2 separate regions of the Zea mays genome follow, and region 1 is linked to region 2. A link is a contact called in public Hi-C data. All regions are on one chromosome and are shown on one strand. Each heading gives the region's core, a stretch centred on a gene start, on an enhancer-like site or on the middle of the called end of the contact. The rest is flanking DNA. Distances are from core to core; before and after follow the strand shown.

Evidence for each region. A called contact is a pair of places that touch in the nucleus more often than the background predicts.
Region 1: a contact with region 2 is called in a Hi-C map of ear, with 2.7 times the contacts expected there. The contact joins the promoter of LOC103641360 here to the promoter of LOC109942858 in region 2. A contact is called at or near these places in 2 of 25 Hi-C or Micro-C datasets (ear and leaf).

The regions. Positions count from the first base shown.
Region 1 is chr10:89,207,624-89,214,684 of Zm-B73-REFERENCE-NAM-5.0, forward strand. LOC103641360 (transcription factor MYC2) reads left to right here and starts at 1,716. Exons shown (of 3, transcript XM_020546050.2): 1 at 1,716-2,495; 2 at 2,608-2,976; 3 at 6,647-7,061. The coding sequence starts at 1,830. The coding sequence ends at 6,730.
Region 2 is chr10:88,981,867-88,989,151 of Zm-B73-REFERENCE-NAM-5.0, forward strand. LOC109942858 (G-type lectin S-receptor-like serine/threonine-protein kinase At2g19130) reads right to left here and starts at 1,561. Exons shown (of 2, transcript XM_035963256.1): 1 at 1,422-1,561; 2 at 366-972. The coding sequence starts at 1,561. The coding sequence ends at 366. It overlaps LOC103641357 (a long non-coding RNA gene), which reads right to left. Exons shown (of 3, transcript XR_560269.4): 3 at 6,526-6,607. It also overlaps the pseudogene LOC100275014.

The sequences.
Region 1 (7,061 bases), core at 466-2,965, 230 kb after region 2:
CACGGTGATTTATCCCGTGGCTCGGCCAAGTATAACACTTGCCTACTCCACGTTGTGGCGTCCTAATGGACGAGGGTTGCACTCAACCCCTCTCAAGTGATCCAATGATCGACTTGAATACCACGGTGTTTTTCTTTCTTTTACTCTTTCCCGTTTGCGAGAAATCTCCACAACTTGGAGCCTCTCGCCCTTACAATTGATGATCACAAAGAAGCACGGAAGTAAGGATGGGAAGAGCAACACACACAAGACTCAAAGCACGAGCACAATCACGCACACAAGCCACAACTTGAGCTCACAACACAACTCAAAGAGTTCTCTACTCAAATGGAGCTCAAGTCACTATCACAAAGAATCGAATGCGCGAGAATGAAGTCTTGGTGCTTAGGAATGATCAATGAATGCTTGGGTGACTCCTCCATGCGCCTAGGGGTCCCTTTTATAGCCTCAAGGCAGCTAGGAGCCGTTGGAGGCATTCTTGGAAGGCAATTCTTGCCTTCTGTCGGGTGGCGCACCGGACAGTCCGGTGCACCACCGGACATCCACTGTTCATTGTCCGGTGCGGATCTCCTTCTTAAAATGGCACAGCCGACCGTTGCAGAATTGTAGTCGTTGGCGCACCGGACACTGTCTGGTGCACACCGGACAGTCCGGTGCCCCCAGCCGACCGTTGGCTGGGGCCACGCGTCACGCGCGGCCGACCGTTGCGCTGGCGGCCGTGGTTCACCGGACAGTCCGGTGCACCACCAGACAGTCCGGTGAATTATAGCCGTACGCCGCCGACGAATTCCCGAGAGTGGCCAGTTCATCAGAACTAGCCTGGCGCACCGGACACTATCCGGTGCACCACCGGACAGTCCGGTGCACCCAGACTGAGTAGCAGTTGGCTGTACATAGCCAACTCTTTTCCAATCCTTTTCTTTTCCTGATTCTAGCACTTAGACAAATATATTAGTACACAAAAACCAATATACTAAGTCTAGAACCATACCTTCTTGTAGATTTGCACTTCATCCATCATTTAGCATATAATTACTCACTCAATATGTGTTGGGCACTTAATCACCAAAATATACTAGAAATGGCTTAAGGGCACATTTCCCTTTCATTACTGTCCGTTGGCCTCCCTCTGCGCGTGTATATATACGAGGAGGGATACGAACTTCCTTAGACACGTTGCGTACAACCAATTCCCGTCCCATCTTTTGCGAGCACAAATAGTGTGGGAAAGCAGGCCTCTGAAATCGTCGTCCGCAGAGAGACACTTGCACATGTGTGCGGGCAATCAGGTTTTTGGGGAGCGTACTCGCGACTGCTCGCTTCGTCCGCTCGACCAACACTGATCAAGTTTCTCGTCGCCGGCACCGTTCGTGGGACTGCACTGCATACATCTGCCTGCGTCGACTGCTTACGACTAAATCGAACATACACACGAGATGTCTCGTGTGAATGGAGCCACTGAGCATCGGTCCCTCCATAGAGTACAATATGTTCTTTGGATTTGTGCGTATTTTACTGTTGTTTACTACTTATGTGAGTAGTGATACATATACACATACATGTGGTCACATACATTATTGTGATTTTCTGGATTAAATTAAAACTGAAAATGTTTATTTCTCCAACATACTAATGAATTAGTATGTATTGTTGGTGCCATAAATTTTATAAAATATACTTATTTTTAAATTATAGGACATTTTTAAAGTTGGAGATGCTTTATAAAAAGGGAACGCCTCCCCACGTACGATTTGCTGTTGCATTATTGCAAGAATTTGGATCAGCTCTACCATATTTTGTGGTGGTTGAGACTTGAGAGCGCTGTGTTAATGGAGGCAGCAAACAACATGGAGGACACAAGCCTGCTCATGGAATGGGCGATGGACACGCTGCTGCAGGAGGAGGAGGAGCCTGCGGCGCTCTACGACAGCTGCGGCGAGGCAGTAGCCGTCTTCCCCTCGTTGCAAGGGCTCCGCGACGCCTCCCACGCGGCGGAGATGGTGCGGGAGCTGATGGCCGCCGTCGAAACCGACGACGCGGCAAACAGCTGGACGACGAGCGGTTCTGGCGGCGAGGTCACCGACGGCGGCAGCAGCGGGGCCACTGACCCTGCAGCCCCCGCGGCTGCGGAGGCCGCGGATTTCTACGGCGGCTCCGGGCCGCCACACTCGCCCAACTCGTTCCCGAGCGGCAAAACCAACACCAGTCTGCCCACGGTGAGGGTGAGCTGGAACTTCGTCACCGGCTCGGCGGCGGCGCAGCCTCGCAGCGACGGCGTGCTGGAGGAAGGCGCCGTCCCGATACGCCGCGTGCCGCCGGAGCTGGCCCACCGCCGCCGGTCGCCGCCACCGCCGCCGAGAAGAGCCCACCACCCAACACGCGGCATGGGAGCCGCGTCGTGCACGCCGGAACACATCGTCGCGGAGCGCAAACGCCGGGAGAAGATCAACAATCGCTTGATCGAGCTCTCCACCGTCATCCCAGGACTCAAGAAGGTCCTTTCTCAGTCCCAGCCGATCCATATGAACTGAACCCCTGCCCTTGTTCTCTCTGCACTCTGCTGCATCGATCAAATCCCCGATAACCTGCTCGATCGTGGCATGGCAGATGGACAAGGCGACGATCCTCTCCGACGCAGCCAAGTACGTGAAGGAGCTCCAGCAGCGGCTCAAGGCCCTGGAAGAGGCTGCCGCCGCCGCCGCCGGCAGCAGCAGGACCAAAGCGCCGACGACGACGGACGAGAATGGCGGCTCCCGGTCGCCGACGTCGGCATCGTCGTCGTCGGGGTCACCGGCGCTTCCGGAGATCGAGGCACGCTTCTCCGAGAGGAGCGCGATGGTGAGGATCCATTGCGGGGGCGGCAAAGGGGTGGCGGCGGCAGCGCTCGCCGTGGTCGAGGGCCTCGGGCTCACCGTCGTCCATGCCAATGTCATGCCCTTCTCGATTTGCACTATCATCATAACCATCACGGCAGAGGCAAGTCCGTTTTCTTTTTCTTTTTTTTTTGTCAGACATGTTTGATCTCTGTGGTAAACAGTTTTCAGATTAATTTAGCACTTTTGCCTCTAAACCGACTGACTAATTGTTAGCCAGAGAGCTGGCAAACTATTTGCCCATCGACCATTTGAACTTATTAATAGATACTAATACATCATATAAAAGAAAAAGAATATATTAGTCAAGACTCCAAACATACTCTGGTTGCTAGCTAATTATTTACCAACTAATTGTTAACTACGGACAAACAATTAACCACGAGGATCTAAACTGAGCCTTACTTTAGAAGATTAATGCATTCACCACTCTCTGATCTCTGCATGCTTTCTATATTTGAACATATAGGAATAGGATGTACTAAAAATACTAAACTTCTGATTTGGTGTACCAAATGCCTGAAAATGCGTTGTTTTAGTTAGCTGGTTAGGAACATCTATAAGGGCTTGTTCGGTTAGCTCTCAATCCATGTGGATTGAGTGGGATTGGATGGGTTTGAAACCCAAACAAGTCAAACCTCTTCTCATTTTTTTCCAATCTCATCCAATCCATGTGTTTTGGGAATAACCGAACAAGCCCTAAAATGGTGGGAAAATAGAAGACAAAACACAAATAGCTGGTTGAGATCATTTCAATATTAAAAACATATAATCCGCACGTCATTAATATTGATAGTCTATGTTGTAAGGACGGTTTGGTAGTACAAACCAAATAGTTAAGTTCAGTTCATTCCTACTCTCAATGAAAAGCATGCCATGTTCCCGAAATAATAATATCAATTCTTCCTTCTTAGGCCAATATCAGTGAAAGTTTTATTCTGCTTTTAATATATATACTGCCACAACACAAACACTTCCGATAGAATTGCCAAGAGATACAAAATAGGAGTTTCATGATGATGAGTCTCTCTAGATTCGGATACCAACTCAAAAATAAGCCACAAAATTATATGTCCACATGAAACAAAATAATAAGACTGCATCGAAACTAACCGTTTCATCCATATTTTATTGTATTCTATGTTAAGAATAACCATATGAAACTCTGCATAGAGAATGACCTTATACAATTTTAATTATGTGAAATCCCTACACTACCGAAAAACAAGTCATTGCCGAGTGCGAGTGCTAAGTACCGGAAAATAACGCTATGAAATCCTTGCCGACTACAAAAAAGTTTTTGCCAAGTGTCTGAAACACTCGGCAAAGAAATCGAGTCCGGTAATGTTAGCTGATTGTTTTTACAAAGAGAACACATATTATGATTGAAATCTCAATGTCGGTTCTAGATTTCATATCGACATCACTAATAGATTGATTGCTTAATTAGTGGCATAAATTAACATTTTATTCAAATACATGTGCACACCAAAACGAGGTGAATATTGGGTGTGTACTTCACTAGGATAATGTCATGATCATGAGCACACACTTGTTCAAAATCTATACCGGTAAGTACGTGTACGTGTGCTTTCATGTATACCAACTTATCAAGCATATCAATAATGTGTTCACACACCAAACAAAACTGAATGATATTTTCTTGTTAAATTTGAAAATAAGTACATAAAAACAAATCTACATCTATAGAAATATTGGGTTCAGCGAACATCGACGATCTCTTCCATTTTCGATGCTTGCATTGGTGATACATTTATATTTGTAAATAAAACTAGTAACAAGCCCTAAAATTATTTGTGATAACAAGATAGAAAAGGGTTATTACTTGCATTACTTATTTTGGTGTGTGGCCGCCAATGGTAACTAATCAGATACACCTATATATATGTCAGATCACATCACAGAACAAAAAGAGAGAAAAAAACTAGTTAAATTATAAGATGTGTAACTTCTGTTATACACTTAAGTAGACACTAGATCTACATATATATACATAATAAAAACAATGTATCTAGAAAAAACAAAATGTCTTACAATATAGAATGGAGGGAGTACTTGACTAGTTTGTTAAATTAGTTAAGAGTTACTGGTATGTGCATGCTAATATAAATATTGCTCCCTCCATCTAAAGAACTTCAATTCATCGAATTCAATTTAAGCTACGCACACCTTGATGGTTTAGTACTTTTAGGACATATTAACAAAATTACCTATGCACCTCTATCTGTTGAAGGTGGACCAAGCTATAGTCAACAACCTCATTAAAAGGAATGCAAAAATGGTATGCAGATCACAATCTCATGCTGGCATGAGTCCAATTTGTTGCCAATAGCTAAAACATAAAGTTTTTTTGGCGACATTATTTTTTGTACCCAAGAACTAACATACGTTTTATGGGATGGAGGTAGTACTATGTTTCAGTTTCCAGTAAAATATGTAGCAAATGCAATTGCATACAGAATTGTTGGCATATAGTATATATTTATTTCTTGTGTCTAGCAAGTACTCCCTCTGTCCCATGATGTTTTAGGATTTAAAATTCCTTTTACAAATTAAAACTTGGTGTTTTAGCTCTTTGAACTAGAATGGGCTCATATATAGCAGCTTGAGATTGTGGTATGCATGCCTCCATGTATTTCTTTTAACTAGTGGCTTATTCCATAACTATCAAAGATCACCTTCAATAAAAAGGAGTACAGGCTACATGGACAATTTCAATTAAGAACTAATCTATCCTATTTTTTTTTTTAAAAAAACATCAAGTTTTGTTTCGAATGTGTTAGCTGGCCTTAGCCACTTAATGCAACTAGATGTAGACGAGGCGAATTGTAATATAGATCGACATATCATGTTGCAGGTTTGTTTCTCTTATATTGTATAGGCGAACCACTGATCCAATAAATGCTTGAGCTTGCGAATGGTTTCTACTCTATTTAAGAATCTGTTTGGGAAAAAGTTGGTAACATTTAAGAACATAGACAGAATTTTCTATTCTATTATATATATATACATCATCTCCAGTAGACCATGTAAATGGTCGTGCAAAGTACTGTTCTACACTGTCGATTGCACTGTTTACAGAGTGGAGTTTAAAAATAATGAGTGAAATAGGGAGTCTGCTGCAGGTAGTCTTAGAGCTATCAGGACCAATTTGTTTGACTACCCGGGCTTATATATATATATATATATAATATATATATATATATATATATATATATATATATATATATATATATATATATATATATAATATATATATATATATATATATATATATATATATATATATATATATATATATATATATATATATATATATATATATATATATGGTAACGTATCATGTGTAAACTAAGTTTTCATGCAAACTCTGTTCAAACCAACTAATAAAAGTCAAAAAAAATATCAAAAAAATTATGGATATATTTTATTGCCTTCTTTACCACTATATAAAATTTCAAGTTTAAATTCATCGTATGTTAAAAGATACAAAAAGAGAAAATTAATTTTCTCTTTTCTGTATTTCTTAACATGTGATGAATTTTAACTTGATATTTTATACAATGGTAAAGCAGGCTAATGAAGTATATCTATAAACTTTTCAGGATTTTTTATGACTTTTGCTAGTTAATTAGTTTGCACGGAATGTAGATGGAAATTTGGTTTACGCCTCATAGTTTTGGTTGTATTTCCCGTTATGTGCTACTAATTTCTATATTTATTTGGTGCAAACGACAATTTGTTGATTTCAGTTGGAGGAGGGCAGCCTCAGCTTGACAACGGAGCAGATTGTTGGCAAGCTTAAGTCTGCATTATCACATTCAAACCAACAGTAGCTTCAGCTGCAGAGATACAGAAAATCGATTCGATCTACACTCTGCCTCGCTCTCCATACTGGGCCCACCAGGGGTGGCTTCCGCATGCGCTCTCTGCCCTAATCTCCGCCTCGACGTGCCCTAATCTCCGCTCCAAATTCCGCCGGGGCCGCCGTCGCCGTCTTGACCGCCCAACCCTATCTTCAGAAGTCTGCGCTTAATTTTCCGCTCAATTGTCCTTTGTGTACCACGCGTGATCGATGTGTTATCACAAGATAAGAAATTGAATTAGCCCCAATTAATGAGTGCCTGCATTAGCATTTCAGAATCGTTTTATTGTAAGTGCATGCCG
Region 2 (7,285 bases), core at 311-2,810:
ACGAGGTAAAATTAGGGGTAGGAATGAGGGGAGGGTCCCAACTAAGAGGTGAGATATAAAAAACCCTTGTTTTATCGATAGGGAAAAAAATATCATAAATAGGATTATAAGATTTTATCGGAATTTTATCGGTGATAGACAATTTTTTTTACAAATTTGAAAAATAACTCAGTTTGTTTAAATATTATGTAGATTATATTTAGACACATACCAACCAATTAAGTATTGAGAAAAAATAAGGGTTTTTAGTGTACTAGAAGAGTCTAAGAAAACATACAGACCAACTGACTTCTAATTTAAACATTTGACAATACCAATTCAAAAAATTTGAAAATTTTGGCTGATAAAGAAAAAAATACCGGAGCTCACTGATAACAAGAAAAATCGGGTTTATTATATGTCGTATCGTCGATAAAGTTTTCACTAGCAGACTCGTCCAGCAAGGTGTACGTGAAGGACACCTCCTGGTCGTTGTCCACGAACGTGGGCTTCCCCCGCGTCCGTGGGTCCATCTCTAGCAGCGCGGTCAGCGCCGACACGAGCTCCTCTAGTTTCCCAAACGACCATGTCCAGTACACCACGAAGGGGTGCCTGCGGCTTCTGACCACCAACACCCCGTCGGCGTCGATCGCGATGGAGTACACGCCCCGACCTGGATCGACCAGGCTCTTCTTCGAGACGAACTGCCGGCTGAACCCTGTCGCCTTGTCCCATCCTACCTTGGCACCGGGAAGGCCGACGTCCGTTGGGTAGTCGAAGCTCTGCCACAGCGGCGATGCTACTGCTGCTGGGTCAGATACGAGGACAAGGTTCCCGGTGCTCAGAGGAAGGGCACTGGCGTTGCTTGTGCTGTTGGCAACAGCCGTAGCAGCAGCGTCGCCGGTAATGGACCAGAAGATGGACTCAGCAGTACCAGCGCCGTGGGTTAAGACGATGGCGAGGTTGCCATGTGTCCCAAGATTTTGAGCTGTGCTAGCTTGAGCTCAGTGTCAGTGAGAGGCCTCTCCCGGCCTGTTAGCAACCCAAACGGTGGTGAGGACTGGGATCTTGTTGAACCATATTGTCAGCAACATGCCAGGGAAGAGACGGTGATGTCCAGCAAGGAGCCAAGGAGCAGCAGCAGCAGACTTCAGGAAGGGCTTGTTCGGTTATTTTCAATCCATATGGATTGGAGGGGATTGATATGGATTGGAGGAGATTTTGACTTATTAGGGATTGAAACCCTCTCAATCCCCCTCAATCCATATGGATTGGGGTAGAACCGAACAAGCCCGAAAGGGGAAAGCGCGCACCAAGGCTGAGGCGTGGGCTGTGTAAACAAGTAGTCTTGTGTTGGCTGTTGGCTACACCGTGAAGGGTATTTGAGTCTGGAGTCTATACGAACTGGGTATCAAAAAATCAGAATACAAACAAATTATCGCCTTCCTCTGTGCTCTCCTGTCCTCGTCTTCTTTCCCCAAGCTTCTTCTCTACTATCTCTTCCTGCTATCTCTCTAGAAGCATCTATAATGTTAACAGTTGGTACTATAGGTGGTTCAACTCTGGACACCCTTCCTCCCATTCCGGGTAGTCGGCCACGCTCCACTGCTGTCGCTGGCATGGAAGCGGTGACGTAGATTCTCGACGCGATGGCGCATATGGAGCTCCACTTGATCGGTGCGCTGGCGGGCGGTGGTGGCGAGCAAGGCCCTGCATCCTCCTCTGCCACCATCACTTCCTCTGCCACCGCGCCACGGTACGAGTACGACGATGAGGTCTTCGGCTCTTCGGCGGCCCCAGCATACGACGACGACCTGCTTGGTGCCGGCCCCTTCCTCAACCCCGTGACCCCCCCAGACGCATGCTAAGGTGGACAAGCCATCCCGCGACGAGATCGACAAGGTGCTCGCGCTACTGGAGTACCACAAGATGGCTTCGGTGCCAGCATTTTTTGACGACTATACCACCACCAGTAACTCGTGCACCAAGTGTTCGACGATGGGTTTCCCCTACACCAACGTCTCCTCCGTTCACTCCGCGGCTCAAGGCGTTCGACCAAATGCCCAACCCAAGCTTCGATGGAGAGCCTATTTTCGACAAGTAGCCGGACATCCCCATCGCTGAGTTCGTCGACATCTTGTGCCACAGCAACGGCTCCGTTCAGGCCAGCAAAGTGTCCGCGCTGGAGATCATGGGCAGTGGGACGGTCGTGCGCTGATGATCGCGGAGGCCATGCCCTTGAATGTGATCTGTTTGGCTGTATTGCCAACGACATCGTCCGTGGAGATGAGCGCGCCCAGCTTCGGGCACAATGCATCAGACCCACCCATGCACAGGCATGGGAACATCTCGGCGCCACCGTCGGGAGGCTTCTAGTCTCAGGTCTGCACGATGGGCCCTAGCTTATGGTCTCGGGTCTACACGACGAGCCCCAGACCCTTGCCGAGGTCGGATATGTAGCATGTGGCCTCTTCGTGCAGGTCGTAGTGCTGGAAGGCGATGTGTTGATGGATGCCGCGGTGCCAGGGTGGAACACGGTACAGAGGGAGGGTATCTCCACATCCCACACCTCTCGATGTCTCCTCATCAACTCTGGTATTCACAATCAGGAAGCACTTTGCAACGAGATGTTGGAACTGAATGTTGAAACTGACAACTACACCAAGGGCTTTCTGGACAAGCAATGCAAAAATTGTGAAAGTAATATTCTGAAGTCTTGGGATCCAGGAAAATCTTTTGGTCAGAAGTGCTTTGTGGTCCAGATTGTTACGCCTGCAACACAATGTGTTGTGGGCGTGGTACTTATGCTAATTAAGGAGTTTCTTACAATGCATTGGGGTTATTGCCTGAGTTGTTCAGATTACCATGGCTTTTGTGCAGATACTTCCAATTTAGGGCTTGTTCGGTTAGCTCTCAATCCATGTGGATTGAGTGGGATTGGATGAGTTTGAATCCCAAACAAGTCAAACTTCTTCATTTTTTCCAATCCCATCCAATCCATGTGTATTGGGAATAACCGAACAAGGCCTTAAGGGGATTGTCAGGGGTGATGATGGATTGTCAGGGTCATTTGGTGAAATCTTGTTTCATTGCCTGGAGTAATGTCGTAGATTGCCAAAAGATAGACACACCAGCGGATGTCGCAGACTGCGGTCATCTGGGCATACCTATGGATGAAGCAGATTGCAGTACCATGAACAAATCAGCAGGTGAAGGGAGTTCAATGTTCTCTTCTATGGAACATTTAGAAGCATTTCTGAGAGCTGTCCCACATACGGTTAAGCACAGTCTTTGTTCTGAAGATGCTGATCTGGGGAGTTTAGTTGCACGTGTGATTGGCTTGTCCGTCCATGCAATGTTGGTTAAACACAGAATGATTGCAGTGAGGTCAGTACTATTGCTAGTGGACAAGGCAATTTCTCAGAAGACAATTTCTCCATCGGCTTGGGGACACTATGCTCGTGTGATTTCGCTGAAGATTTATCGCAGTGCTCGGGGGTTAGGCGACTGTTGTGCTGAAAAGTGGTTCCCAGGTCACAAATGTGCCAATAGTGTACAACTCAATACCATAGAAAACATATGAACCGACAGGCGACAGTGCCTGAGCAGCTCTTCATGCATCTGTCACAAGCAGCTTGGGGTGGTTTAGAATGTGCCCACACTGTGAAGTTTCAAGGTTATATCAACCACCAACCAGTGATCATCATCATGGACAGTGGCAGCTCACATTCTTTCTTGAGTGATTCACTAAAGCATCTGTTTCCACCTTCACAGTTGCTACCATTTTCATTGTTAGTCCGAGTGGCTAATGGAACAGTGGTGCATTGTCCACATGAATTGTTACAACTGCAGTGGCGAATTCAAAAGTGTGTTTTCCTTTTGGATGTGTCCTTGTTGCCCCTGCCTTGTTCTGACATGATGGTCGGCATGGATGGGTTGCAAGCTTGCAGCCCTATGAGAGTGTATTGGGCACAAAAGGGGTGGACTATTCCATATCAGGGCAGAACAGTGGTGCTGCATGGTCAGTCAGCTCCGACGCCTATGTGCATGGTGGTGGAGCTCTACCTGGTTCAGAATATGTCAGTGCCCATATCACGAAGTGCCTATATCAGGTGCCTGTACGCAGAGAAGTGGTTTGTTGAACACAAGTGGGCCAGTATAGTCCAATTACATGCCATTTACGAAGTATGGGATTCTCTGACTCTGGAGGAGTGTACAGACTCAGTTCCTGCATACTTTGCGTCTGCCTGGAGGGCTTCAGAGTCTGCCACTACTTTGCGTCTATATGGCAATATTCAGCAGTTACCGTTGGTGGTTCTCATTTCCTCAGGATCATCACACACCTTCATCACTGATTGTTTCTTACACAAGTTCTCGAAAGTTCAACACATGCAACAGGCAATCACTGTGAAAGTGGCTAACGAGCTTACTTTGTTGTTGGCGATTCATTACCTCTCAATCTTCTGCAATACCGTATGGTCAAGCTTACTTTCTAAAGAAGTTCGCGCTAAATTCCCAGGTGTACCAGCTTGGGGACAAGCCGGTTTTCAAGGCCGGGGGAATGTCAGCAACATGCTAGGGAAGAGACGGTGATGTCCAGCAAGGAGCAGCAGCAGACCAGGAAAGGTGAAAGCACGCACCAAGGCTGAGGCGTGGGCTGTGTAAACGAGTGGCCGTGTGTTGGCTTCACCGTGAAGGGTATTTGAGTCTTGAGTCTGTACGAACTGGGTATCGAAAAATCAGAATACAAACCAATTATCGCCTTCCTCTGTGCTCTCCTGTTCTCGTCTTCTTTCCCCAAGCTTCTTCTCTACTCTCTCTTCCTGCTATCTCTCTAGAAGCATCTATGATGTTAACACATATGCCGAGGTACTCGCTAGGCGAGGTGGTGGTGCTGGCGCTGGTGTTGCCTGCGGCTGGGACGATTGCCTGATGCTGGAACCGAAAGAAGCCGAGCGCGAACTTGGCATTGCTTGAGATCAGCTTCTCGCACATGCCGAGGAACTCACCGGGCGCAAGAGTATCGCTCTTAGCAGTTGCTGCCAAGCATGTGGTTGTCAGCACAACAACCATCAACGTTGAAGACACAGCCGAGAGTGGCGGGAAGGCGCAGAGAGCCAAACGTGCTCGTCGTCCGAATTCTAAGCTATCTAGGCCAAATGAGTAGGCTGTGACTGTTAGAGATTTAGGCATTTTCCGTATTATTTTAATTCCATAAATTAACATTATGATGATGACATATAACAAATAATTAACCATAGAAATCGTGATCTTAAATTGATCCATACCAATATGAATTAAGAGAACATAGAGCATGTGAATCATATCTGTACTAACTATTAAGGGGGCAGTGTAGACTGCCCCCGCTCCCTACCCGCACGCGCACGCCCCGCAAGGCCGCAACGGCCTCCCGCACCGCACGCCCCGCCGTCTTCCGCTTGCCCGCGTGCCGCAGCCGCCGCGAAATCCCGCTCCCGCCCCACAACCGCCGCGATTTTGCTAGGAATCCCCACGATCGCTCGCTATGTCCGGATCCCATCAGCACACGCGCACCTCCACGGCCGCTCGCACACCGCCAGCAAAACCCCTCTCGCTCCCCTCCCCCCAAACCCTAGAGCACATTATCTCTCTGTTCATCAGCAATGGTGGCGGCGGAGGCGAGGAGGAGGCCGGCGAGAGTCGCACGCTATTCGTTGGCAAGATCCCGGTCGGAGGAGCCTGAGCCGCAAGCGCACTTCGCGGCCGCGACGAGCCAACGAGCTAATCGAAGGTAACGACTCCGCCCACACTCCATTTGCTGGCAATCTGTCTGCATGCGCGGCCCGTCCCCTCCCGATCCGGCCGGACGGACACACGCACGCATCCCTCCATTGTCTGCTCGCGCGACTCCGCCCAGTTCGTTGTGGTTCTCGGCGCCGGAACTGCTTGGTGCTCCCACGGAAGCACGCCGCCCCTCTCCATCCTCCTGCCTCCCCTGGTGCTTAAGTTCTTAGTTTCTCTGTGCATACAGATGTTTCTGTGAAGTTACTTGCAGTTTGTGTGTAGTAAGAACAAGCCATTTGTGTATACAATTGTTTCTGAGATGTAACAACTAAGATGTTTTTTCTGTGAGTCACAAGCAGTTTCCCTGATGCATATTTAGAGTCTGCATTCTCTAATGGTTTTCAATTGGCCAGGATCCTGCAAATAAGAATGGTGGCAAGTGGGTAATTAGATTCAAAAAGGTTGTTTTCAGGTCGATTCTATGTGGATTTGGTAAGTTAACTTGTACTATCAATATATGTGCGTTTACAAGATTGTTTGTTGCGTTGATCATATTTTGGTTAAACCCCAAACTCTTCCATTACCTGAACCCCTACTCTATGATGACAGTCATATAGGCTTGTTTGGTACTATATGCAGAATGATCTGTTAATTGCGAGAGCCTGAGCCAAAAAGTAAAAAAAATGTTTGGACAATTCTTCAAGCACTGGTGAACGGTACATCCATTATGTCATCAGGACAGACTTTACGAAGGAACTAGACATATAGTACGAGTCAAAAAAACAAACCTGTATAGCACATCCATTTTCTCATCGCCTGATAAGACAACAAAGTCTTCTTTCATTTTGGATTCATGGTTGGATACCTGCTAATCAATGGATAAATAATTGCAGAAGGGTATTGTTTGATGTATGCATCAACAAACACATATATACTCAGATAAAGTATTAGCCCAATGAGCAGGTAGAAGATATGGAAATCAAAATCCTCATTGCTCAACAAGGCAAAGATAGTGAATAAAATAAAGGAAAATGTCTACTAAACCACACCCCACAGTCCCACACCCCAGTCCCCACCAAAAAAACTAATAGCATTCATCTACTTCCCCTCACCTAAAAACCAAGCATTTTGCCCCATAAAGTATTGAAAACCGCCTCAATAATGCCTTGTGATGGTTTTCTAAGACAATTTTTTCTGGCATTGCATATTACGTGGAGGATGTAATGGTTGTTAGTAAGCAAACAATATGAAAAGGTCTACATAACCTCCCAACATATTTAGGGTTGACAACATAACCCCTTTTGGTAGTATATAGCACTTAAAGTATCAAATAACATCCAAAATGACCCTTGGGATTGTCTTGCAGGCCTGTTCTGACACCATGGCCCGATGTGCCAGCCTGATTGTCTTGCATATGCAGGTTGGCAATACCACATAATGCAAGTGAGAAAATTCCAGAAGTATTCAAAAATATTTACTATTTTTCGAAATAAAAAAGTATTTTGACCTTAGGTCACTTTGCACAACACATCACCTAAAACCA